Linked DNA regions of Rattus norvegicus: region 2 is linked to region 1. Evidence: chromatin contacts called from public HiChIP or PLAC-seq data. All regions are on one chromosome and are shown on one strand. Each heading gives the region's core, a stretch centred on a gene start, on an enhancer-like site or on the middle of the called end of the contact. The rest is flanking DNA. Distances are from core to core; before and after follow the strand shown. Region 1 holds the start of Laptm4b (lysosomal protein transmembrane 4 beta). Region 2 holds the start of Rpl30 (ribosomal protein L30).

The links. HiChIP or PLAC-seq counts read pairs in DNA pulled down with a chosen protein or histone mark.
Region 2: an H3K27ac HiChIP or PLAC-seq map of oligodendrocytes shows a contact between it and region 1, with 4 times the contacts expected there. The contact joins the promoter of Rpl30 here to the promoter of Laptm4b in region 1. A contact is called at or near these places in 4 of 12 Hi-C or Micro-C datasets (hepatocytes, kidney and liver) and 1 of 1 datasets of contacts at active chromatin or transcription factors (oligodendrocytes).

What each region holds. Positions count from the first base shown.
Region 1 is chr7:67,316,777-67,323,124 of GRCr8, reverse strand. Laptm4b (lysosomal protein transmembrane 4 beta) reads right to left here and starts at 3,438. Exons shown (of 7, transcript NM_001013174.1): 1 at 3,268-3,438. The coding sequence starts at 3,366.
Region 2 is chr7:67,534,160-67,540,149 of GRCr8, reverse strand. It overlaps Rpl30 (ribosomal protein L30), which reads left to right and starts at 3,595. Exons shown (of 5, transcript NM_022699.4): 1 at 3,595-3,673; 2 at 3,781-3,833; 3 at 4,080-4,225; 4 at 5,499-5,629. The coding sequence starts at 3,813. Erich5 (glutamate-rich 5) reads right to left here and starts at 1,996. Exons shown (of 3, transcript XM_006241547.5): 1 at 1-1,996.

The sequences.
Region 1 (6,348 bases), core at 2,189-4,688:
GGAGGGAGGGAAAGAAAGAAAAAGTGAACATGTAGAGCCACACGTAGTGACACGACTTTAATCTCATCAGCACTAGAGGCAGAGTTGGAGACCAGCCTGGTCTACATAGAAAGTTCCAGGATAGCAAGAGTAATTCAAGCAGTCTGGGACATTACAGTCACATAAACATATTTAACAAAATATTGGTATCCCAAGTACATAAAGAGTTTCTACAAATTAATGAGACAGCCCAATAAAAATTATAAGGCACGCAACTGGTTCATAAGCAAAGTCAAACACTTCGGCATCACTCTTCATGAGGTAAAGGCAAATTAAAGCAGGACTGCACTGTAAGCCACTTAAGACTGGCAGCACCAAATACTGTGGCCCACGAGACCATCAGTACTTCATACGCTAGTGCTTAACAGAACAAACTGGTACAACCAACCAGATTGGAAAACTGGCTAGCACTGGGTAAGTCAAACACACCTCACCCAGTGAGCAAAAGTTCCACCCACTGGAAATACAAACACATGTCTAGAAACAATATCTTACTTAAGGATGCTCAGAGCAGGGCTGGAGATGGCTCAATGGTGAAGAGCACTGACTGCTCTTCCACAGGTCCTGAGTTCAAATCACATGGTGGCTCACAACCATCTGTAATGAGATCCGATGCCCTCTTCTGGTGTGTCTGAAGACAGCTACAGTGCACTTATGTATAATTAAAAAAAGGGGGGGGGGGGTCGAGGATTTAGCTCAGTGGTCGAGCGCTTGCCTTGAATGTACATATAATAGCCCCAAACTAAAGACAGCTCAATCTCTGGGAAATGCACAAATAAGATGTGTACTTATAGAATTAGATAATGTTAAGCAGCTAAACATGAGCCAATCACAGACTCCAACACTAAGAAAATAAGTTACGCCTTCTAAGTGAAAGGAATAGGAATGAACTCAGGTGCACACAGGAAGACCCTGTCTGTTGAGCGATCTACCCTGACACACCGAATAGGACCAGGAAGAGGCAAAGAAAACCTTGTGGGGTTTCAGACCCTCTCTAGAGATATGGGCTGGTAATACTGCACATCCATTGTCAATGAACTGTACAAGGAACAAGTGAATCTCACATCTGTGAAGGGTAATTTAATACAGAAAAACTAATAGCTGAGTCAATGCTTTATTTCTGATAGTCAAGGCAAAACCTCAACATTTTAAAGAAAAACAGGACTATAGCATGAGCTGTAACCAGTGACTGAATAAACTGCAAGCTCCTAGCCTCCATTTCCATCCCTAAAGCAGTAATGAAAATTAACCTCACTAGAAATGTTTAAATCTAGCTTCCGGAACACAGTATATAGCATGCAGCCTTAGTAAAAAGTCAATACTAGTCAGTAAGCAGGGATGTGGAACAGCAATTGAAACTCGGTGATTTTTACTTGGACTAAGTCTGTTTTTGCCACACCAATACAGCATGGTTGGAGAACTGCCAACTACAGGGTTCGGGTGGGTTTATCTCTCCCTCCCGTAGATCATGTAGTGCACTTTATTTGGGATCAGTCTACACTGGGCTCTATTTGAACAGCCGTCCACTCCTTTCCCATAAAACACTTTTCTTATACATGAACACGTGGCAGGCAAGATGGGGTGGGGAGGTGGGGTGTTGTAGGAAAGGTGTTTCCTTAGGCCTTAGACCCCCAACCACCTTGATCTTTTAAAATGAAATTTAAGGTCTTAGATAACCGATTTGTATTTAGAACGATTTGTATAAGAGAACCCCACCGCTGAACAAAATATTTTCGATAGTCTTGTGATTTCTGTACAGACGCTGAGTACCTGACCCTGGTTTCCTGTCTTCTTGGAAGCTACCACGAATTAGCTGAATTTCCAAATGCATATGCCACACAAAGGGAGGGTTCCTACAGGACAGGAAGCCTAAGGAGAGGTCTGCTTCTGTCACAGTGATACAGCACGGCTGGATGACTGCCAACAACAAGGCTCGAGTAGATTTATCTCTCCCGTAGTTCATGTAGTACATTTGCCTAATGCAGTGCCCTAGATTTTCGGGATTGCGTCCACCGAAGCACTTGCAAGCCTGCAGATCTGAACACTTCCAAGGAGGACACAGACATTTGTAGACGACTGTCTGCCCTGACCATCGATAAAAGCACTACCGGAGGCCACTTACCTCACTCCAACTATGGTTTTAAATTCCTGTAAATTCCCTGGCTTTGAGAAAAGTCGGGGTTGAGCCAATACATTAATGTTCAATCTACATTCACACTGCACAGCCAGAACCCGCACATACCGACAGTCTGTCGGAAAGCTTTTAGGGCTAAAAATTTCTTATTATGTGGCCATAATGAACCCAACTAAAGAAAACTTGAGACTATAAATAGCACAGTAACATCTCACGGAAGGGGAATGCATTGTTTAAAATGGCACGAGGCAGTTTACAATTCAATACTGTACATTATATTTTTTAAAACTATCAAAGGGAGCTAAGAATGTGTTCTGACTAAAAAAGTTTTATATGCCACTTCATTACCACTTTTAAAGACACGTCTTTGTCCTGCAGCGTTATTCACTGCCAACTAGCTCGGATTTAACTCGCTAAAATGATGTCACAAAATCCAAAATGCAGAGGAATCCGACTCAGTCCAAGGTTGCCAACCATCAACCAAGGGCAGGCCACAGGGCAAGATCCATCAAGCTAACTCGCAGCCCCAGAGAATCACCGTTTGTTCTCGATGCCAATGAGACCTTAAGAGCACCAACCTGAAGGACATTTTTTAAAAACACTACATTTCCCCGCCGTGCCTGTTTAGAGGGATCACCTGTCCTCGGGCAGAAACCTGAGTGGTTGTTAAGATGGCTTCTCCAAGCCAACTGGAACGCAGGCACACTGGGGTGCCTTCCCTGTGTAAGCTTTCAACAGGCATTTGCGGGAAAACTCTCTCGAGAGGAGCAAGAGCTTCCCAACCGTTTCTGCTCGGACCCGAACTCGCGAGGGCGAACGCTCACCAGCCGTGGTGCCGTACGGGGGTGAAAATGACCGGGCCGCACAACGCAGGGCCCCGTCCCCCCACCCCCAACACACACACACACACACACGGCCCCGCCACTGCAGCCCAGCTCTCCCCGAGAATTAACTTTCTAATAATACAACTTTAGGCGGATGATCGCCGGCGGCCCCCAGACCGAAGCCGACCTAGACTAAGCGACTTAGCGGTGCGGGGTGAGCGGCGCGAGTGGGGACCCCGGGGGCCGCCCTCCACGCCCGGCCGCGCTCACCAGGTACCAGATGCCCAACAGGATGGTGCCGGTGCGGACATGGCAGCACAGGCAGCAGCTGTGGGAATAGAACCGAGTCCAGGGCGCGACCATCTTCATAGCTCAGGCGCTCGCACAAGTTTGCGAGACCGTCTCTCTCTTTTCGTCCCGGGCTCCGCTCACACGGTCCGCTGCTCCAGCCCCTCTCCTTGGCGCCCCGACGCTCCGACCGCTCGCCCGACCCTTGGCTCCGCACTGCACCGAGAGCTACGAGTGGCCGCTGCGGCGGGACACTGGGCTCGAGGACCGCGGCGACGCGAGGGGGCGGGGGAGGAGAGGCCGAGGGTCACGTGGCCTGCCCGGGCTCGTGATGTCACCGCGGGCTCCAGCCAGCTGCGGGAGCTGGGAGCGCTGCGCCAAATAAATGCATGGTTGCTGGACCCTCAGGGAGGCTCCAGAGTTTTCCTCCGGAAATGGGGTGCCCCTTTGCTTGGTTTTCAGATTCATCCCAGCTGTGTTTGCCTCGCATCTAGCTTGCAGATAACCCGTGGGTGCTGTGCTAGGATTGTGGTTATCTTGCAAACTGGCGGAAGGAAGGAAAACTGTTTAGTATGATTATTCCAGTCAACTGCGGTACTTTGAACCACTGCGGAACCTGCAGAGAGTAATTTGTCTCAGCTTCCCAGCTCAATTACTCTGGTAGCAATCTTTTCCCAGAAAATAGAATGTGTGTCAAGGGCACCCTCACTGTGCTTCCCTGGCAGTTTTAATAATGACTGAAATTCTTTTTAAAAAAATCATCAAACAAATTACTGACAAGAGGTCTATGCAAGACACAATGCACGGCGGCGTTGAAAGAGCCCAGAAGACTGGGGGTGGGGTGGGGGGGTGTCTTCTTCCAGCTGCTGTTTTGTCTTCTTCCAGCTGTTTTTTGTCTTGAAGGATAGGATCCAAATTTAGCCTTTGAAGACCACAGTGATAGCTAAGAATCTCTGATAACTTAAAAGTTCATGTGAAACCCAACAGTGGTGGTGGTGCACACCTTGAATCCCAGCAGTCGGGAGGCTGAGGTAGGCCAGCCTGGTCTAAAGGGCAAATTCTAGGACAGCCGGAGCTGCACAGGCAAACCCTGTTTCAGGAAAAAGAAGAAGTGGAGGAGAGGGGGCGTGGGGGAAGAGCGACAAAAGGCCGAGTGAAAGTTTTTATTTCAGGGTTGGAAAAAGAAATAAAATGGGTTCGATTTAAATTTAAGTACATGTCAAATAGGATGAAAGACGACGATAATGCTAGGTAGGGTTGCTTCCGTGCAAGATTGGTTAGTTTCACAAAGACGGGCATCTACCGCATTCTTGTGTAGTTTAAACTTGGCCTCTATTCCCAGAGATACCAAGTGAAGGACCTTGAGCAGAGATGCAAACGGTGATAACTGTTGCGGGAGGAATTGGGAAAGCTTAGTCTTTGTTCTTCTCCTCCTAACATTAAAGATAACTTTCTCTCTGGGATTGTCTATTGTTAGGTATGGGCTGGGGCTTTCCTCTCTGTGCAGTGTTATCTTAGCAGGAAGCCTTGAGTTCCATCCTCGGGGTTGCGAAAACTTAGTATACAATTCTGTCCACAGCCATTAGTGCCCAAAGCCACAAGCATTAGTGTTCAGAAAAGGGATGTGTACTGGCTGCTTTTGTGTGTCAACTTGACACAAGCTGAAATTATCACAGAGAAAGGAGCCTCAGTTGAGGAAATGCCTCCATGAGACCCCACTGCAAGGCATTTTCTCAATTAGTGATCAAGTGGGGAGGACCCAGCCCATTGTAAGCGGTGCCATTCCTGAGCTGGTGGTCTTGGGTTCTATAAGAGAGCAAGCCTGGGGAAGCAAGCCAGTAACATCCCTCCATGGCCTCTGCATCAGCTCCTGCTTCCTGCCCTGATTGAGTTTGAAAGACCCCGGGAGTGGGGAGACCCTCACTCAAGTCTCGATGCGCCCCCCCCCACAAGAACTCACGTGAGACCGTCCTTGCTGTAATAAACATGAGGTTTATTGATAGGAACCAGTGCACTGGGGTCGAGACTCGTATCCCAAGCAGAGGCAGTGGAGTTCGACCCCGAAAGGCTGGGAGAAAGGGTATTTAAAGGGAGAAACCACAACCCGAGGGGGCAGGAATGGTGTCATTGGAAAGTGCCGAGAATACTAATGAAAAATCACAAGGAGGAGCTTCCTGTTTCTCAAGATTATTCTCTAAGATTTTAATCTAACTTTATGGTCAGCTAGTACAGGTAGAGGGCAGGGTCTGGAACTTGAGGTATTTGGGGCTTTTTTAAACTTCTGACTTCTTAGCTGCATTTTTTATTCTTTCAAGTTCCAGTCCTGACTTCCTTTGGTTTATCACAGCAATTTGGAAGTTTACTAAATAAACCCTTTCCTCCCCAACTTGCTTCTTGGTCACAGTGTTTGTGCAGGAATAAAAACCCTGACTAAGACAGGATGGTAATATAGTTGCATTGAAAGACTCTGCAAATTCACACGCTTAGAAAATTACCATGTTACCGCCCTCTCTCTTTTCTTTCGCACCAGGATTTCAGATTTATTAAGCAAATGACTCATTGGTTCAGGTGAACTTTTTTTTTTTTTTGGTTCTTTTTTTCGGAGCTGGGGCCCGAACCCAGGGCCTTGCACTTCCTAGGCAAGCGCTCTACCACTGAGCTAAATCCCCAACCCCTCAGGTGAACTTTTATATTTCAGAAAATTTACTCTTCTAGATAGGAAGTCACAGTAGCCAAATTGCTATAGATTTTAAAATGTAGAAGCTAACTGGAGAAAACGTGCACAGGTGAATCTTAGTAGAAAAACCAAACAGCTACAACATCTTTGGAATTATCTTATTGGAATGCAATAGAGAACTGCTGAAAAACAAGAACTGAGTGCCAGGCATGGGGGGCTCACATCTTTAATCTCAGCACTCAGGAGGCCAGAGGCAGAGACAAGTAGGTCTCTGTGAGTTCAAGTCCAGCCTGGTCTTCATGGTGAGTTCCAGGTCAGACAGAGCTAAGTGGACAGGCCCTGTCTCCAAAACCCAAACAACAGCAGAGAGAACTGGGCTTCCCCCT
Region 2 (5,990 bases), core at 2,346-4,845, 220 kb before region 1:
GTGACCACAAATGTGAAGTCTCTGAAACAATACTCGGATGAGATCTAGCAGCCTTTTAGGACATCAGTGTGTGTGTGTGTGTGTGTGTGTGTGTGTGTGTGTACGCGCATGTTTGTATATGGTGTATATGTGGAGGTTAGTTTTGTTTTGTTTCTGAGATGAGGTTTCTGGGTGTAACCCTAGCTATCCTGGAACTCTATAGACCAGGCTGTCCTGGAATACAGAGATCTATCTGCCTGCCTCTGCGTTCTGAGTGCTGGGATTAAACCCAAGTCAGGAGTGGCTGGCACAATCTCTAGTGTTGACCTGCACTTTCAACTTTGATAGAGACTTTTGTTTGACACTGTTGACTCACAAGCATCCAGGGACCCTCCTATCTCTTTACCTCTCATCTTGTTGAAGGAGCGTTGGGATCATATACACTGTGGAAACCAATTTATGTGGATTTTAGGGATCTGAAGTCCGGTCCTCATGCTTTTGAGGCAATCACTTTACCCACCAAACCATTTCTGCATTCCTAGGTGAGCAGACACTTTTTTACTGAAATGGATGCTAGATCAGACTTGTTATTCCTATTGACATCTTCACCAGGATCACTTATCAGTGGTCCTGTCCTTAAGATATTAGACATCTTTTGCTAGATGTAAATACACCACCCCACCCCATCCCAACATTCCCAGCTATTCGGGGAGGTGGGGGGGTGATGCTAAGCAAGGAGATGTCGAAAAGAGAAAATGAAAACAAGACACCCTACCTGCCTAACACATTCCTTTCCAAAGAACTTACTTTATTATGTCACAAGGATGATAGTAAGTTAATTTCTACATGACTTACTGGTCTCTCCATGTAGCTACCCAGAAGTAGGCAAACCTGGAGTGTGGTAGAGTTGTAAATGAAGCACCCAATTATGGTACCACCCAGGATAAGATTGAGGTCCTGTCCTGTGCTTTGCAGGTTGCTTTGAACCAGAAACATGCTGCTGTTTCTCCCATGCCTAATCTGTCCAGACCTGGGTCTCGTCCTTTTGTTGAACTGCAAAATAAACTGCTTTTCTACTTAGTTGGGCTTCTTTCTGTTGTTTCTACATAAGCCTGCAGACAACACAATGCATGCCTCTGCCTGACTGACCTCAACAATCACCTGACCTCCCTTAGTCTTATTAGATTACTGGCTTAATTCTATCTGGTCAGAACTGCTACTGTGGTTTTTCTTATTTTACTTTTTTGATTTTCTAAAACAGGGCTTGTATGTGTAGGAGCCCTGTCTATCTTGGAACTCCCTTTGTAGACTAGGCTGGCCTTGAACTCAGAGATCCATCTGCCTCTGCTTCCTGAGTGCTAACCTAAAGACCAAGTACATAGATAGCACTTCACTTTCCAATAGCATCACTCCTCACAATAAACACAGGAAGTATTGCTTGGCTCTTTGTATCAATGGGTATACAAATTTATGCTACCTTGGATAGGAAATGGCAAAATAAAGTAGAATTAGACAAGGGGAAGCATTACTCTGGCTGGCTTTCAACTCGAAGTTGTAGTCTGTCAGATGGGAGGGGTCTGGGTAGCTGCCATTCTCTCTTGCCCCCTTAGGATGCTCAAGTGCACAATGGTTATTCACCAAGTCAGAGACTGTTTCCTTGAGTTCATCGTTCCTCCTTACCAACATATTTATCAGCATGCTTAATGTGCAGGTGGGCTGGCAAGAATATGAAGGATGCGTTCCACAAGCACTGAGGCATGCCTCACTATGAACATCAAGTAACTGTTAATATGGTCATTTTAGCTGCTGGACAGCCAGGCCAGTTCAACAACTACCAGATGAAATTGTTAGAACTGTTTGTGCTCTAACAAGGGATACAGCCTGTCCCCCGCCCCCCCCCCCCCCTTTTAAAAGATTTACTTCATGTATGTGGGTACACTGTAGCTGTCCTCAGACACACCAGAAGAGGGCATCGGATTCCATTACAGATGGTTGGAAGCCACCATGTGGTTGCTGGGAATTGAACTCAGGACCTCTGGAAGAGCAGTCAGTGCTCTTAACCGCTGAGCCATCTCTCCAGCCCAGATTTGTACCATCTTAAGTACTTTATGCCTAAATGTTAAAGCAAATAGTATGGTAATTGAACACTACCATTTGGTCAAATTCACAACAAAATGGGCCACAACAGTTGAATAAACTTTCATTTGTAAAACTACTTAATTTACAGGCCTGGTTCTATTCATACTTCTGTAATACATTAGCTGTAAAAATTTGAGAATAACGTTACTATTTCATATCATAGTGTATGTATTAGCTAGGTAAAATAAACGTTTTAATTTCTGACTTTTTTTAAAAGATCAACTCACAGAGATTGCCTGCCCAAGGTGGGATTAAAGGCATAGGTTACTAGGACCCGCATGGCTCACGGATGTTTTTAAAATTATTTTTATTAAGGGGAGGCAGGGTTGTTCTTCCCTCTCCTAACCTCCAGGGCAAAGTAGCACACCATACAGCTTACTTACTAACCTGGTTTTACTTTTTTATGCTTATATATGTTTGGTGGCGCGGGTGTTTGTGCAGCTGGGCAGGGGTCACAGGTCAATTTCTGGTGTGCTTACTCGATAGTTGTCCACATTATTTTTCACAGGATCTCTCACTGGGACCTGGAGCTGACAGGTTAGGCTAGGTTGGGTGGCGTTAGCCTCAGGGATCTGTTCCAGAAATGGAATTACGATCCTGCACAACCATGCCAGACTTTTTGGGGGTGGGGTGTGGCGGGGAGGTTTAGGCATAGAATTCAGGTCCTCATGCTTGCAAGGCAAGCACTATACTGACTGAACAATCTCAACAACCCGGGGTTTTTGTTGGTGCTAGAGTGCATAAATAGAGGCTTTCAGTCTCTCTCTTTTTTTTTTTCCCCACGAATACTACATTTATACAACGGCCCAAGTTTCGTAGCAAAGTGATTTTAAAAGTATTCGTATTGTGACAGTTTACTTCTGTATACTTATGTGTGCATCCAAGCGCAGGTCAGAGAACCTGCTGAGCCTGGCGCTCCCCTTACACCACGTGGGTTTGGAACGCAATCCATCTGCTTAGTGGCAAGCGCATTTACCCGCTCAGCCACCTCACCGAGTTTAGATTATTTTTTTTAATTGCGGTCCCTGTGCAAAGTCGGCTCCCAAGTACACGGAATAAAACCGCCACAGGAAGTGTATGTATGTATGTGTGTTGGGGGGTGCGGGGGGTGTCTCCTACGAGCGGCAAGCAAGAAGATCAGCGGCAGGTGGACAGAAATTGCCTCCAAAGGTAACGCCGCGTCCCGTGGTCTTCCCGGAACAACATCCCGAGGCCACATCCGGCGGAGACCAGCCCAGACCCTGCCGCCTCACACACGGCGCCCTCGGCCGTCGTCGCCAGCTCCTATAGAGTTCCCGTTCTCCGCGGTTTCAGCCCACAGCAGCAGAACACAAACCGAGAACCGTAGGCCGCAGCCCAGGCCACGTAGCAGCCCAGCCAGATCCCCATAGCAACCAACTGCCACAGCTCACTCCAGCAAGTGCCCTTCCGCTAGTGACAGGCTCGGCTTCTGCTTCCGCTTCCTGTCCCATAATCCTCTGTTCGCCTAGAAGAGCTTTGCATTGTGGGAGCTCCTTCCTTTCTCGCTCCCCGGCCATCTTGGCGTCTGATCTTGGTGAGTGAGCTCTGCTGGGTAGAGGACTAGGCGGCTCGGGGAGCTCCGCTAGTTGGTGTTTGACGCTCTGTATCATAATCCTCACTTCTGCCCTCTGTGTATTCTAGGTTGGGGCTTGTCCCGCACCTAAGGCAAGAGGATGGTGGCTGCAAAGAAGACGGTAAGTGAAGCCGACCGAGCCCGGAAGCCGCTTCACGTGGAGAGCTGGGTCTGGGCCGGGGCGGATAGATCTGAGCACACTGGGTGGATTGCATGCCGCTGACGTTTCAGGGTTTCAAAGTGAATCCGAGAGGCCCTACGTGACTTCGCAGGCATCATTAAAGTGTTCAATTCCAGAAATTTGGAACTGGGTTTGGTTTTGAGATGGCTGCGAGTGGTTTTCAAGTCTCAAATGTTTGCATTGTAGAAAAAGTCTCTGGAGTCAATCAACTCTCGGCTCCAACTTGTTATGAAAAGTGGAAAGTACGTGCTGGGGTACAAACAGACTCTGAAGATGATCAGACAAGGCAAAGCGAAATTGGTTATCCTCGCCAACAACTGTCCAGCTTTGAGGTAATGGAGGGAATATGAATGTATGTGGCTTATTGTAGATTCCAGCATTGGGAAGAATAATGATGGTTGTTTTCTGATGTTTGGACCCTGATTTGTGTGTGTATTCTTCTGTAAGTGTAAATACACAGTGTGTAACAGGTCGCATACAAATGATAACACGCAGGTTCAGGGAAGCACGGTGGCTTTTCCCACGTATCTGGAACATCCCTATTTTTGATCGTCTTTCAAGATTTGAAGTGTTAACACTCCATTGCTGTGCGTGTTTTAGTTTTAAAAAATTTCAGCTAAATTCATAAAGTCACCTATTAGCAGGGTCCAATTTTTTGAACATTAGTTTATTCTTGATTAACCATTTTAACTTGAGCATAGTATTTTAAGTAAGCTAAAGAAACTTGTATAGTATAAGCCTCTTGACTTTTCTATGGTGATTGCACACCTTCATTCTTTTATGTAGTTCAGACTTAGTGGTCCAGTCTGGGGCTTGAAGTTCATTTCTCATAAGCACTTTGGGGCACTGTTGATGGTCTATGGGCCACATAATAAGCTCAAGTTTCTGTGGAACTTTCACATCTTAACCATTTGAATCCATTAACCTGGCACTGAAGTGTTTATTCTTTGAGTAATAGTATCAGCAGTCCTTACGCAGTGGTCAGTATGTAGTAGGTGGTAAGGTGGCTTATCTATCTTTTTTACACTTTTTACCCTCCATTCCAATTCCTATTCCACCCCTCGTTCCTATTAGTCTTTGCCTCAGTTTGTTAAGATGGAGTATATAATACTTGTTGCTGACATGAGAAATAACACCCTTTGAGAATCCAGAAGATTCTCCTGGAGCTGGAGTTAAGTAGTTGTGAGGCAGCTGGTGTGAGTGCTGGGAACAGAACTTTGTTAAGAGCAGCACAGGCTGTCAGTGTACCAGGCCAGCATTGACTTTTTTATGTCTATTATCCCTTTTCTAGTACTTTAGACACCATTTTTTCCTGTGGTTTCTAAGTAACTTATTTCAAACACATTTTAAACGTATTTAGTAAATTGAAACATGAATACAATGTATTTAGTACCGAATACTACCTCAACAAAGTAGGTATTTAGTAGAAAAGTACAGTATACACTAGTAAAGGATCTATGATCTTTTTTTTTTTTTTTTTGGTTCTTTTTTTCGGAGCTGGGGACCGAATATGATCTTTTTTTTTAAAGCCTCACCAATTTGTAGTGAATCTGTCAATACCTTTGTATGGGGTTTTGTCTGACTTTTTGTTGTTGTTCCCCCAAGGAAATCTGAAATAGAATACTATGCCATGTTGGCTAAAACTGGTGTCCATCACTACAGTGGCAATAACATTGAATTGGGCACAGCGTGTGGAAAATACTACAGAGTATGCACACTGGCTATCATTGACCCAGGTATGCTTTTAAAATTATATTTTTTTTCTAATGTATGTACTTATTAGGCAGTGGCTTTGGTTCCTGAGTTCAGACCATTAGAACTTCAGTATTGAAAAAGATATGCCATAATTTTATTTTGCAAAGAATTGACAGTGCACATCAGTACATTGTAATTGGCTTTTCTATAAATACAAAGAAAAATTTTTTTAACTTTGTTAGGAGTTTTGTTTAATGAAGTGAGGCCAGCCTGGCCTACAGAATGAGTTCCAGGACAACTGGGGCAACACAGTGAAACTATTTGTGTCTCTTCCCCCTCTTGACCCCTCTTACCACACCCCACATCCTTGGGAAGAAGTGTTTGTTAGAAGGTGAAAATACC